2 separate regions of the Anser cygnoides genome follow, and region 2 is linked to region 1. The links are chromatin contacts, called in public Hi-C maps. All regions are on one chromosome and are shown on one strand. The core of a region is the stretch at or near the end of the contact, and the rest is flanking DNA. Distances in the headings are between cores, read along the strand shown. Region 1 has its middle 12 kb from the start of SLC39A8. Region 2 holds the start of UBE2D3 (ubiquitin conjugating enzyme E2 D3).

Region 1 (5,448 bases), core at 2,007-4,506:
TGAAGATGAACTAGCATGTTCAGTGTCTGCTGCTTACTTTTCCATGTTTTTGTAGTTGGTTGTCTACTTTGCCTACAACACAAAATGCAGAAAAGTACTGTTTCCCAGAGCTGGTGTATGTGAGGTGCATATCTAGCATTATCATCATCACTTGCAAAAAAGCCTGGAAACACCAACACCTTGTAGCGGTACCTCTCTGAAGCTAAGCTTTCCGCCAAGGTTTAGTTTGAGTGCAGTTGTAGTGACAGTATGGCTGGTGAAAGCTTATGTAGTAACTGCTGAATGCCTACTTAAGCCAGCAAAGCAGTATACCACAGTAGGTATCTCTACTTGAAAATCCAGAAGCAAAATGTCAGGTTCATTTACCTTAACCTGGTAGGAATGCTTTCTAAACCTAGGCATCCATAGAATTCATCTGGAAGTTATGCTTATGCAAGCTGCAAAATATTTCCCAATGATGATGAGGCTTAATCACATCACAGGTGAGGCAGTCATGGCTCAGAGCCCATATGCACAAGTCCTGGCATACCTTTACTGGTTTCTGCAACTAGCAGAACAGCTTGAAGGCACCTCAGAAGCTGTCGACTGAGTCTTCTTGGGATGTCAGTTTTGGTCCCAGCACCCACAGTGTTAGAGTTGGAGGACTGAAGCAACAGCAGAGGAGAAAGAGGTAGCGCTAAGCAGAAGAGACAACAGAAGCCCTGTTTAGGTTGGTAAAGAATGTAGAAGAGTCAGAAAGGGAAAGGAGATGGGCTGAAGGATAGGGTGCTGGGGAGTAGGATGAGAGGAAGCAGAACACTGCCAAATTTATTGAGTAAATCTTCACAACAAAACCAAAATGCATGTTTCATAGTGTTTGTTGAAATCGTTTTCTGCTCCCTGAGAGTTGCTGTGTTTGTGCAGAGAGAAGGCCGTACCAGGGATAGCCAAGTTCTCAGTTGTCCAAACAATTTGAGAAGTTTCAAATTGTCCTTTTAACAGCATGTTTCTGTGGTTTCTTATAAAACATTGAGCACAGTGACATTGTATCACTAAAAACAAATGTACAGTCAGGCATAAAGCTGGAGGGTTAGTTACAGTTCTGGTTTATCAAGAACAACAATACTTTTACCAGAGCTGAGAGAACTGAAATACTCTAGCACTTGGATACATGGTAATTAATGGCTCCTTAATAAGTACTTGTTGAAAGGCTGACGTACTGGGTGTTCCCAGTAAATAACTGAAAGACATATTGCTGGTGTGGCAGAAACTTGGGTCTGAATTCATAGCTGAATTCTTTCTTTACATCCTCGGTTCCTTAGCAAATGTAGTTGTCCCGTGCCTTGCTAGTGTTCGTGTGCATAGTTAACTGTGCCTAACAGAGGATAAAATGATAATGCAGAGGCCGCCTTTATCCTACATGCCAGTATCTGAAGTGTTTTGGAAGTACAGATTTTCTCTCTAACACACTGATGTGAATGTGTGTGCTGTACTTGTGCTTTTTAGAGCCTGGGTTGGGATTAACTTCTTAAAATCAGTTGTAAAAATAAATCAGTGCTCCCCTTCAGAGGCACTCATATGCTGGATTCTAACTTTTATAGCATGGTTACTGGCTAACCAGGGATAGCTTTCTGTGGATTAGAAACTGTGCCATGCCTAACCACAGTGTCAATGAGATACATTAGCTCTTGCCCCAGCAAAGGTGGAATAACTGTTTTTGTGTATGTTTAAATTAAAAAAGAAACCTAACATTTGACGTCTATACTAGTAAAAATAAATAAATAATATGATAGCAATCTGTCTATCTTTACCCCGATTTCTGTTACAGTTCTGCCCCATATACAGTTTTATGTCTCTGAAGTAACTTTAGTATACCATATGGAGTCTCAGGTTGTTGTAGTCAACAAGTTCCATTTCTACTGTCATAAACCTTGCGTAGTTCCATGTTTGTGCAAATTGCATGTACAATTTTGGAATAAAAGCATCCACATTGATCTTAGATCTCTTTGTATTAGACAAGTCTTTCTGCTTTGAATCTTGAAATTTTCAAGTAGCTGCCAATGATCTAATGTGGCTCTGACCTAAGAAGCATGCAGTGCTGTTGCTGGCAGCAATGTGCCAGTTCCTTATAATGCCAATTTTCTACACTTAAGCTCTGCCCAAACAGGCAAAGCTCTGATTCAGAGTAGGATGACAGCACTGGGATTTTTAGGGTGACTTTTGAGAAGCATCATCTCTATGGTTTGGTAGGCTACATGCACAGGTCTCCTGATAATGTATACATATACATATAATCTCCTGATAATATAACTCTTTCTCAGTGTAAGCTGAATAATCAGGGATAGCATCAATTGGTGTGTTAAAAATAGATAAAGTTGGCTGAGGATGCATGAAGTAAGTTCTTAGTCTTTCTCCCTGACTATGGCAACCACACTCTGAGCATTTCTACATATATGTAATCAAGAAAATGAGTTAATAAGCTGACATACAAAAGGATTTAAATGGGTACTACCTTTTCTTGCTTAAGTTTATCCCAAACTCACTGAGGACTGCTCTCATGCTAGCGTTCTGAAAATGTGTGAACAGAGAGGGGGAGGGAGAAGGAAGAATAATTTGTCCTTCTGCTTTGCGTGCTGCTTACGCATGGAATCCTCAACGTTTAAGTGCAATGAACTGTAATAAAACTCAGTTTTGCAAGTGGATTGTCTTTAGCTTTGATAGCAGCTTCAAAGGAGTCCTACCTGGTGATGCAGCACTGACGGCTGTAGGGTCACAGCTGTTAAACAATGGAAACCAAACAGCACTTGCAATTCCAGAAGAACATGAAGGGTCAGATATTGGAGGCTGGAGGGGCTGGACATCATTTAGGGGAAAGACTATAGGTCTGTTGCCTTAAGCCAGACTTGGAGTTGCAAGTAATCCACACAGCATGATTTGGGTAGCTTGAATAATGTGGTCTGTTGTAAGCTGGAAGATGATGAAGGGATATCCTTCTAGGTTTTCTGGTAAATTTCTGGTAAATATTTGGCTGTGCTTAATTTCAAATGATTTTTTTTTCTTATTTATGTTCTAGCTTCTGTAAAAGTGCCTGCAACTACTGGCAGCCAGCATAGTTTAGAGCAGCCTGTGGCAGTTTCAGGACTGTGAAAACACAAAAGGGGTTTAACACCTTTGCATCCTCCAGATCCTTCCATGCTTTGCATGAGCTGGCTTTCTGACTTTCAGCCAAGTCTTCATCTCTCTGCAACTGCCTGTTTGCTGGGAATGCTGCCAAACGCCAGCACCTGTCAGAGCAGAACAAACTGCATGGGCACAACCCGTGCTGTTGATCAGTAGGGCACTGGGATTCAAGGATGGGGGCAGGCCAAGAGGACAGCTGTGAATCTCCTCCTCTTGACAGGAGCTGTGCCATGTAGTCCCTGATGACACCGTGGGTTTGTTGTAACTGGACTAAAAGGCAATGCCCTAACAAAGCAAACAAATGACTTATAGATTAAAGGAAAAATGCAATAGAGTCATGAGCCATCACTGCATGAAATGTTGGATTTCATACCATTTGCTGAGGAAAAAGTGACAATGCTATTTAAGGTAACATCACATCGATTTTCTCAGGGCAATTCTAGTTTCCTGCTCAGAAACACATTTGTTTATTGGATCTTTCATTGATGTATGCCCCTGACTTTCCTCTCTGTCCCTTTTTCTTCTTTTTAGAAGACTGCCAATGACTGCAGTGTCCATATCTGTGCCAGTCCTCTATCTGTGCATCTCTTAGAAATGATGAAACTGATTTCAGCCCTTATACTGCAACTCTGGCCCTTTGTTTTCTAAACAATTTTATTTCTCTTTATAAATTAAAGAGAGAGAGAGAGAAAGCACCTCTTCCTCATCTTGTCCTTATAAGATGAGCTAGAAATCCTGTCACTTCTGAAGACAGGAAGAGTTTTTCTTTGGTTTTAGTGAGGCAAAAACTTACTCTGTTCAGGGTTATAAACAGCTAGGAAAATAGTGTGAGAAGAATATTGATTACTGTAAGCAAACACAGGGCTATAGCTTGTTAAAAGCTAAACACACATTGATAGGATTTGGGGAACCTGGTTATAATGTAGCCATTCCCAGGCATAGTCATGTACTAGTGTAGACTGTGAGGAGTTTACGTTCATCTCCAGCCACCTTGTTGCTGTATGTATTATTTTGTGATTTAAAATATAAATACTCTTCCCCACTTTTTAACAGAATAATTGGCATCCCTGTGAGAGCTGTGCCTTTTTACATTACTGTCTTCTTTTCCTCAGTTGGTATAAAAAAGTAAATTAGGTCTTGTGAGTGTTACATTTCATGTATCTTTAAAACTTGGTACTTCATAGGTCTAGAATTCCTCTTCAACCAAGGCAGCCACATGAGCCACTAATGTAATGCCATCCATTTATGTTAAAAACAACTAAAACCAGTAAATAGCTTTTTTTTTTTTTTAAAAGTATGATCCAGGTTCAGATACTGCTCTAAAAATTTGCCAGAATCCAGAAAAGCAGTGCTGGAGTCCATGGCTTTGCAGTGCAGATCAGGAGTGATGAAGTTTTCTTGCAAAGTTCCCTTCCTCCAACTTCTTTTGATGTCTATTCGGCTTTTTTGCTTCCATTGTTTAACTTTGTTGGTCTGACAACCAGCAAAGCTGATCTGCTTCTGAATGATGCTGTTCTCTAAAGAAGGAATAACGAGGAATCTTTCCTGGCAGCAGTTTGAAAGGGATTCATACAAATGTCGTTAGTGATATCAAATTAAAATAATATAAAATCTGAAGTTTCAATTCAGGAATGCAAAATGATTTTAAAACCAGAGCAACTGATCATTTCTAAGAACTAACATAAATGTTCATGGTAGTTTCCTGATGGAAATTTATTTTGGATAAATCATTTGGAATCATTTCGGTTGTTTAACAGTCTTTTTTGAGTATTGGCAGTTGTTTTCATGTGTATGGAAATAACTTCACATTTAATATTAAGTTATTCTATTCCTTGAGTCTGGTGGCAGGAGATGAAGATTCTTCTCTCTATTTTAACATTATGGCCAAATCCTGTGTGCTTCTGATTTGTGTACGGGAACCATTTCCTTGCCAGATATTTCATAATCAAGAGTCAAGCAAGTCCTATCACTTCCTTAAAAAGGCTAAAAGGGAAATTGTGTGAAATGTGCAATTGAATATAAGAACCTTTGCCTGGCAACATTAGTAACCATTGCACTTGAATAGTGTTAGGGCAGGTGTTAGTCATTGCATTCTTCTGTCATAAGGCTAACACCTCTTTCCTATGCTTGTAAGTGCTATCAAAGTGTCTCAGAAGTCTAATTTCTTTTTCTTAATATAAACAACAGAGTAACTTTCAGCTTTCAGTCCGCTCACCAGAAAGCTCCATAACAAAGTATGGACAAAGAGCTGGAGACAAGGGACCCAGGAATGGCTGTCCTTGGATGACC
Region 2 (5,448 bases), core at 1,816-4,315, 170 kb before region 1:
CTCCCTGCATATAGCAGCAAAACCTTAAAATAGATTATTGTGCTTTGCCCCATGACCTAGCAGTGAGACAGAAAGCCCTGCTGTACAAAGGGAACATGTGGGATAGCTTGGAAATTGTTTCAGTGAGGATGTCAGAGAAGCTGTTGAAGAAACAATGGAAGATGAAGAGATGCCAAGCTGGATCTTTGATCTTATATTCCTTAGAAAGGTAACTGCTGCCTCACACATTGACCTTGGGCTGGACTCCAGATGCGAAAGGGTTTTACTACGTCTTCCCAACAGAAAATGAAGTAATGGCCCTGGAGGTAGCAGCCAGGAGCTGAGCACGTGTTTCGAAGGCTGGAGCTGTGACCTTGTCATCCTTCTTGAAGGGGAGAAGCCCCCAGCTATACGGGAAGGGCTGCTGGCCTTTGGTATTTAAAACACGGATCAGATGGAAGCCAGTGACATCCCCAAACCTGTTTTTCTTCCACTGTCATGTAATGGCACTCGGGTTGGCAAGCTCAGTCTTTTTTTTTTTTTTTGATTTGTTGCAATAAAAATAGTCGATCGAACAATCTTATTTTATCAGCGTTCCCCTGTGATCTTATTCCTCATGGTCTCCACTGAATCAAATGGGTCCCCAATAAGGTGAGATTTGTTCAGACTGACGAGGGATTTGACTTGCAACCTCGATTTATGATAATTAAAGGAAAAACAAGTTGGACAGGATGCTGAAGAGAAAATTGAGGCCTGGTAATACGTGCAAACAGGGAGAAGCTGTTGTTGTTTTTCATCTTCTTAGTGCTTTGTTTTCCAGCAGCAGAAGCTGTTGTGTTTTGTCTCTTCCAAACAGAAACTAATAATGATCTACTGGATGCACTAATGAGAAGAGTGTCTTTCTTTTTTCAAAGTAATTTTTTGTTTTCCTGAAAAGGAAGACATTTTCCTCTTTCCTCTCAGATACATGAAGTGTTGCATATGCAGTGCTGCTTGGAGCCTTGGGTGCTCGGTTGATCCACCTGTTTTGGAGACAGGTAGAATGGGATAAGTGTAAAAATGGCTGGTCTAAAGCAAGCAGAAGTGAAAATTTAACACTGATGTGCAAGCCAGCTACACTTAACTAAGGCTGGGCTGCTTTTCCCTCGAGTCCCCTCTATGCTGAGAGAAGTGCTATAACAATATATCAAGGCGATCTCTGTTCGTGCTTGCACTGCTGGAACATCGTGAAACGGCTGAGAGGGACTGGCAAAATCAGCCTTCAGAGGTTACTGACCATTTGGCTGCACAGGGCCCTGTAATGCTGTACTTAAAAAACAAACAAATACAATTTAGGGAGAGAATTCGAGTCAAGTAGCCTATTCCCGGTATTTTTGCAAACCAGTCATTACCATGCCACATCTACTGAGCTATTTTGCATAATAAACCTCTGAAAACCTAACCCAGCTCCACTGGCATATAAGGATTGGACATGGTAATACCTCCGTTCAGCCACTTCTGAGGATTAGCTTCAAAAATCAAATTAAAATGAAACAAACCCCAATGGACCGGGTAGTTCCACAGTAAGCTGCAACGCCCGTATTCAGCAACCATCATCTGTGCCTCTTGCATTTTACATTACTAATATGAGGTATCCGTGCAAGTAGCATGCAGCACACCTACTGCGTATGGTAAAGGTGAGAAACTTGTGTGCGTGGCACATCGATGTATTAAGGTTACAAGGCCTCTCTTGCATGGGTATTCCTATTGAAGTAAAATATTTATTTGAGTTTATTAATATCCAAAAGCTGAGGGGAAAACACATGATTTTCACCCTGCAGTCTGAGGAAAAGGAGATGGGGGTGAAAAGTGTAACATTCTCCAGACAGGGCTGTGTGCTGTGACTTGCAGAAATTGTCCCAGCACTGTAACTACACTTGTTTTTCATACCTAAACGAATTGTTTAATTCATTTCCCCAATTGTATTTAATGGTATTTAAACTGATGTATTTGTTTGAAAAAATGACCATTAAGCACCACAAAGTGTTTCTCTAAAAAAGTATACTAAAGTGATCTATGCAAACCAATTTCTGAGAAATGGCTATAACCAAGAACTATACTAACAGAGATACTGATTTTAAAATGTAACTGCTGAAATGCACATAAACAAAACCCGATTTACCAAATTAACAATACCCGTTGTCTTAAATTAGCAGGGAAAACTACACACTCTCAACAGCATGTTTGTGCAGTTCTTTATTCCTTAAATTGTGCTGCAAAATGATAATCATAAGGTAGATCTAGAGTCTAAATATGGAGGTCATTAATCTCAAATAATAATTAAAACATGTAGAACTGAAATATTACTAGATACCCCAGTTTCCTGAGATGACAGTAAAGAAGTTCAGGAAGTTTGTAAGCAATTTAAGAGAGAGAGGAAATGTCTGACAGAAAGGAAGATATACTGAAGATTTGGAGCAGTGTAATAATATCCCTAACCCAAACTGGGGCAAGGAACAGTAAGGTGTTTTTCAACAATATTCTTGATTAGGGCAACAAGAACATTAACGCAATAGTTGGGGCTACATTTCCTGCCTATAGTGTTTAATACAATTAAGCGATAAGCAGAAAACGTAGATTTTACAAAAGAAGTAATTCCAAATTTTCCTAACGTAGGAAGAACGCAGATTAGCCGAGTGTGACGCTGCCGCTCTCCCCAGCAGCCCCCCTTTGCTTCGGGGCCCTATCCCCCCGGTCGCCCCCTCCCCAGGAGCAGCGCTCGAACACGCTCCGCGGAAGGAGACGGCAGCCGCGTCCAGGCGGAGGGATACCGCGCGGCCGCCCCACAGCAGCCCCGCAGGCCCGGCGGCCGCCATTTTGTGTGCGCGCAGCCACGCCGGGGCAGGGCGGCGGCCGGGCGGGGCCCCGCCGTCATCAGCCGCGCCGGGGTGCGGGGCGAACTCTCGCGAGACCACCCCCGCGGGCGGGGGCGGGGGGCGAGCGCCTCGGCGGCCCCGCCCCTCCCCGCCTCCCGCCGTGCGCCGCGCGTCGCCCCGCCCGCGGGGCGGAGCCAGCGGGGCAGGCCCCGCCCCGTCCCCTCCCGCCCCGTCCCCTCCCCTCCTCTCCCCTCCCCTCCTGGCGGCCGGGCCTGGCTCAGCGGCGGCGGTGCGCGGCCGGGCTCTGCGCTCGGTGTCGGGCGGGCCTCGCGGCTCCCTCCTCGTCCTCCTCCTCCCCGTCCCCGGCCTCCTCCCGGCGCACGGCCCCGCTGCCCGCAGGCAGCCCCGGCTCCGGGCGCTCCATCTCGGGCGCCCCCCTCGGCCGCTTCCGGAGGAAGGAGCGGCGCGGCTGCCCCCTCCCCCTCCCCGCCTTCCTCCTCCTCCTCCTCCTCCTCCTCCTCCTCGCTCCGGACTCACCGCGGCGCACGGACGGGCCCGGCGGCGGCGGCACTCGGACACAATGGCGCTGAAACGCATCAACAAGGTGAGGAGGCCGTTCCCCGGGCCGTGCCCCCTCCCCACCCTCCCCTTTTAATTAATTATTAATTATTATTATTAACCTTTTTTTTTTTTTGGGGGGGGGGGGTGGCGGCTGCGCCACACCGGCTTCCCCTCGGCGACCGGGGCTGGGGGGGGGGCGGGCACCCAGCACGGCTGGGACCGGGGTTCGGGGGGGGGGGGGGGTGTGTGAACCCAGCCCGGCTCGGCCCGGAGCTGTGGGGATCCCGGCCCGGCTCGGCCCGGCCCGGCCGGCTCCGAGGCGAGGCAGCAGCGGCGGGGCCGCCCCGGTGTCAGCCCGGCCCGGGGCTCCCCGGGGCCGGGGGGCTGCGCCCCGCTCCCTGCCCGGCTCCCTTCCCCCCCCCCGCGGCGCGGAACTTGTTCCCCGCATCGTAAGATGGCGGCGGGGCCCCGCCGGGCCGGGCCCTTGCCGGGCTCCCGCAGCCCGGGGAGGCTCCGCTGCGGCTCCCTCCGAGCCCCTCTCACCCCCCCCCCGCCCCCCGCCGGCCTCGCCCCGGCTCTCCCCGCGGAAGCGCCGGGCCCCGGCTCTGCGCCGTTGCACAATCGCGGCCGGGCGGAGCGGCTTTCGCAGCGCGCTCGGGAAGGAAAAAAAAAAAAAAAACAAAAAAAAAAGAAAATAAAAAAAAAAAAGGCGGAGGTGAGGGAAGTTTAAAGCGCTGCCCGCTGACGGGAAGGGCCCCTCGGCACGCCGGCTGCCTCAGCGCTGCCTCCCGGGAGCGATCGCGGCCCCCGCAGCCCGGCCCCCCCCCGGTGCCCTCGGCAAGATGGCAGAAAGTCGGCGTGTCCCGGCACCTCGGGGCGCCCCGGGGGCCTGCTGCCTGCCGCAGCCCCGCCGGGGGCTCCGTCTCCCTCCCCGGCCGTGCTTCCGGGGCCATTTCGGTCGGAGCGAGCCGCTTCGCCAGGCGTGCGTCGGTGGATGGCTCCCTGTTAGCTCGGGAAACGCAAAACGTGTTGCGGGGTCGTGTGGCCGAGTGGATCGTCCTCAGATGGCAGCCGCGCTCGGGCAGGAATCGCAAAACGATCCCTTTCGAACCCGCCATCGGGACTCGTTCCCCCCCCCTGCGAGCGGGTGGTATCACTTGGGTTGAAGCACGGCTAGGATACTCCCTGGTATGCTTTGTCATCAACTCATGCTTATGAAACGCAGCCGGGCGCTGCAGGTAAGAATTTACTGTTAAAACCAGGGGATTGTTATTATGTAGAGGGAGGGTTTGCCTCCCTCCAACCATCGGGCTGGCGGTCGAAGCCTTGAAACGATTCATCATAACTTTTGAATCGATAAGTCATCCGCCTGACTTCACGGCTTGGGCCTGTTGTGTGCAGTCTCCGGGCCTGTATTAATCCTTGTGCTCTATGGCAGCGTGTAGCAGCGAGCTTCTTCCCTCACCCGGTGCTGGAGTTCAGGATCGGTGGTTCTTTGTTTTTTTTTGTTGTTGTCGTTCTCTTTTTTTTTTTTTTAAAGGTGCTATTTTTAATCTATTTCATCACGCTGCTACAAGATACGCTTCCAAATTCACATGGGGTTTACGGTTTCGATTTTGTTTTTGCCGGCCTGGAAAGTCAAAATGGTGATGTGCAGCCAGACTGAAACCAGTGCTTGCGAGGTGCTTTCTCCTGAAGCATGGTTTCTGATAAAAGCATTTACTCGGGTTGAGGCTGAAATCCAAAAATAGGAGGACCAATTTCATGACGAGGCTGTTTTGAATTTGGATTTTAATCTTACCGACCTGTAAAGCCAGGGAATGGCACTCTGTCACTTGGTGATCTGGGATCCCCCGTCTTCCGATAGTAAGGTCACAGATCAGACCTTGAAACTCTGCTTCCTCGCAGTACGTAGTTGGCACTAGATCAGAGCAGGCTAAAGAGAGACCAGGACCTCACAACATTGTAATCACACGTAGCTGGTTTAGTCTGACTCGTGGCATTACCTGTCAGGGCTGGAACTCATTGTCTTGTGCAGCCGATGACATCCCAA

Evidence for each region. A called contact is a pair of places that touch in the nucleus more often than the background predicts.
Region 2: a Hi-C map of liver shows a contact between it and region 1, with 3 times the contacts expected there. The contact joins the promoter of UBE2D3 here to the enhancer-like site in region 1. A contact is called at or near these places in 2 of 7 Hi-C or Micro-C datasets (both in liver).

The regions. Positions count from the first base shown.
Region 1 is chr4:74,087,384-74,092,831 of Taihu_goose_T2T_genome, reverse strand. No RefSeq gene overlaps it. Among named protein-coding and RNA genes, the nearest start is that of SLC39A8, 12 kb to the right of the region's middle. Within about 2 kb of position 3,256, at least 3 of the 3 cell types and tissues checked have open chromatin away from gene starts, as enhancers often do. A contact at or near this core is called in liver, where this site is marked.
Region 2 is chr4:74,259,160-74,264,607 of Taihu_goose_T2T_genome, reverse strand. UBE2D3 (ubiquitin conjugating enzyme E2 D3) reads left to right here and starts at 3,065. Exons shown (of 8, transcript XM_066996866.1): 1 at 3,065-3,438. The coding sequence starts at 3,415.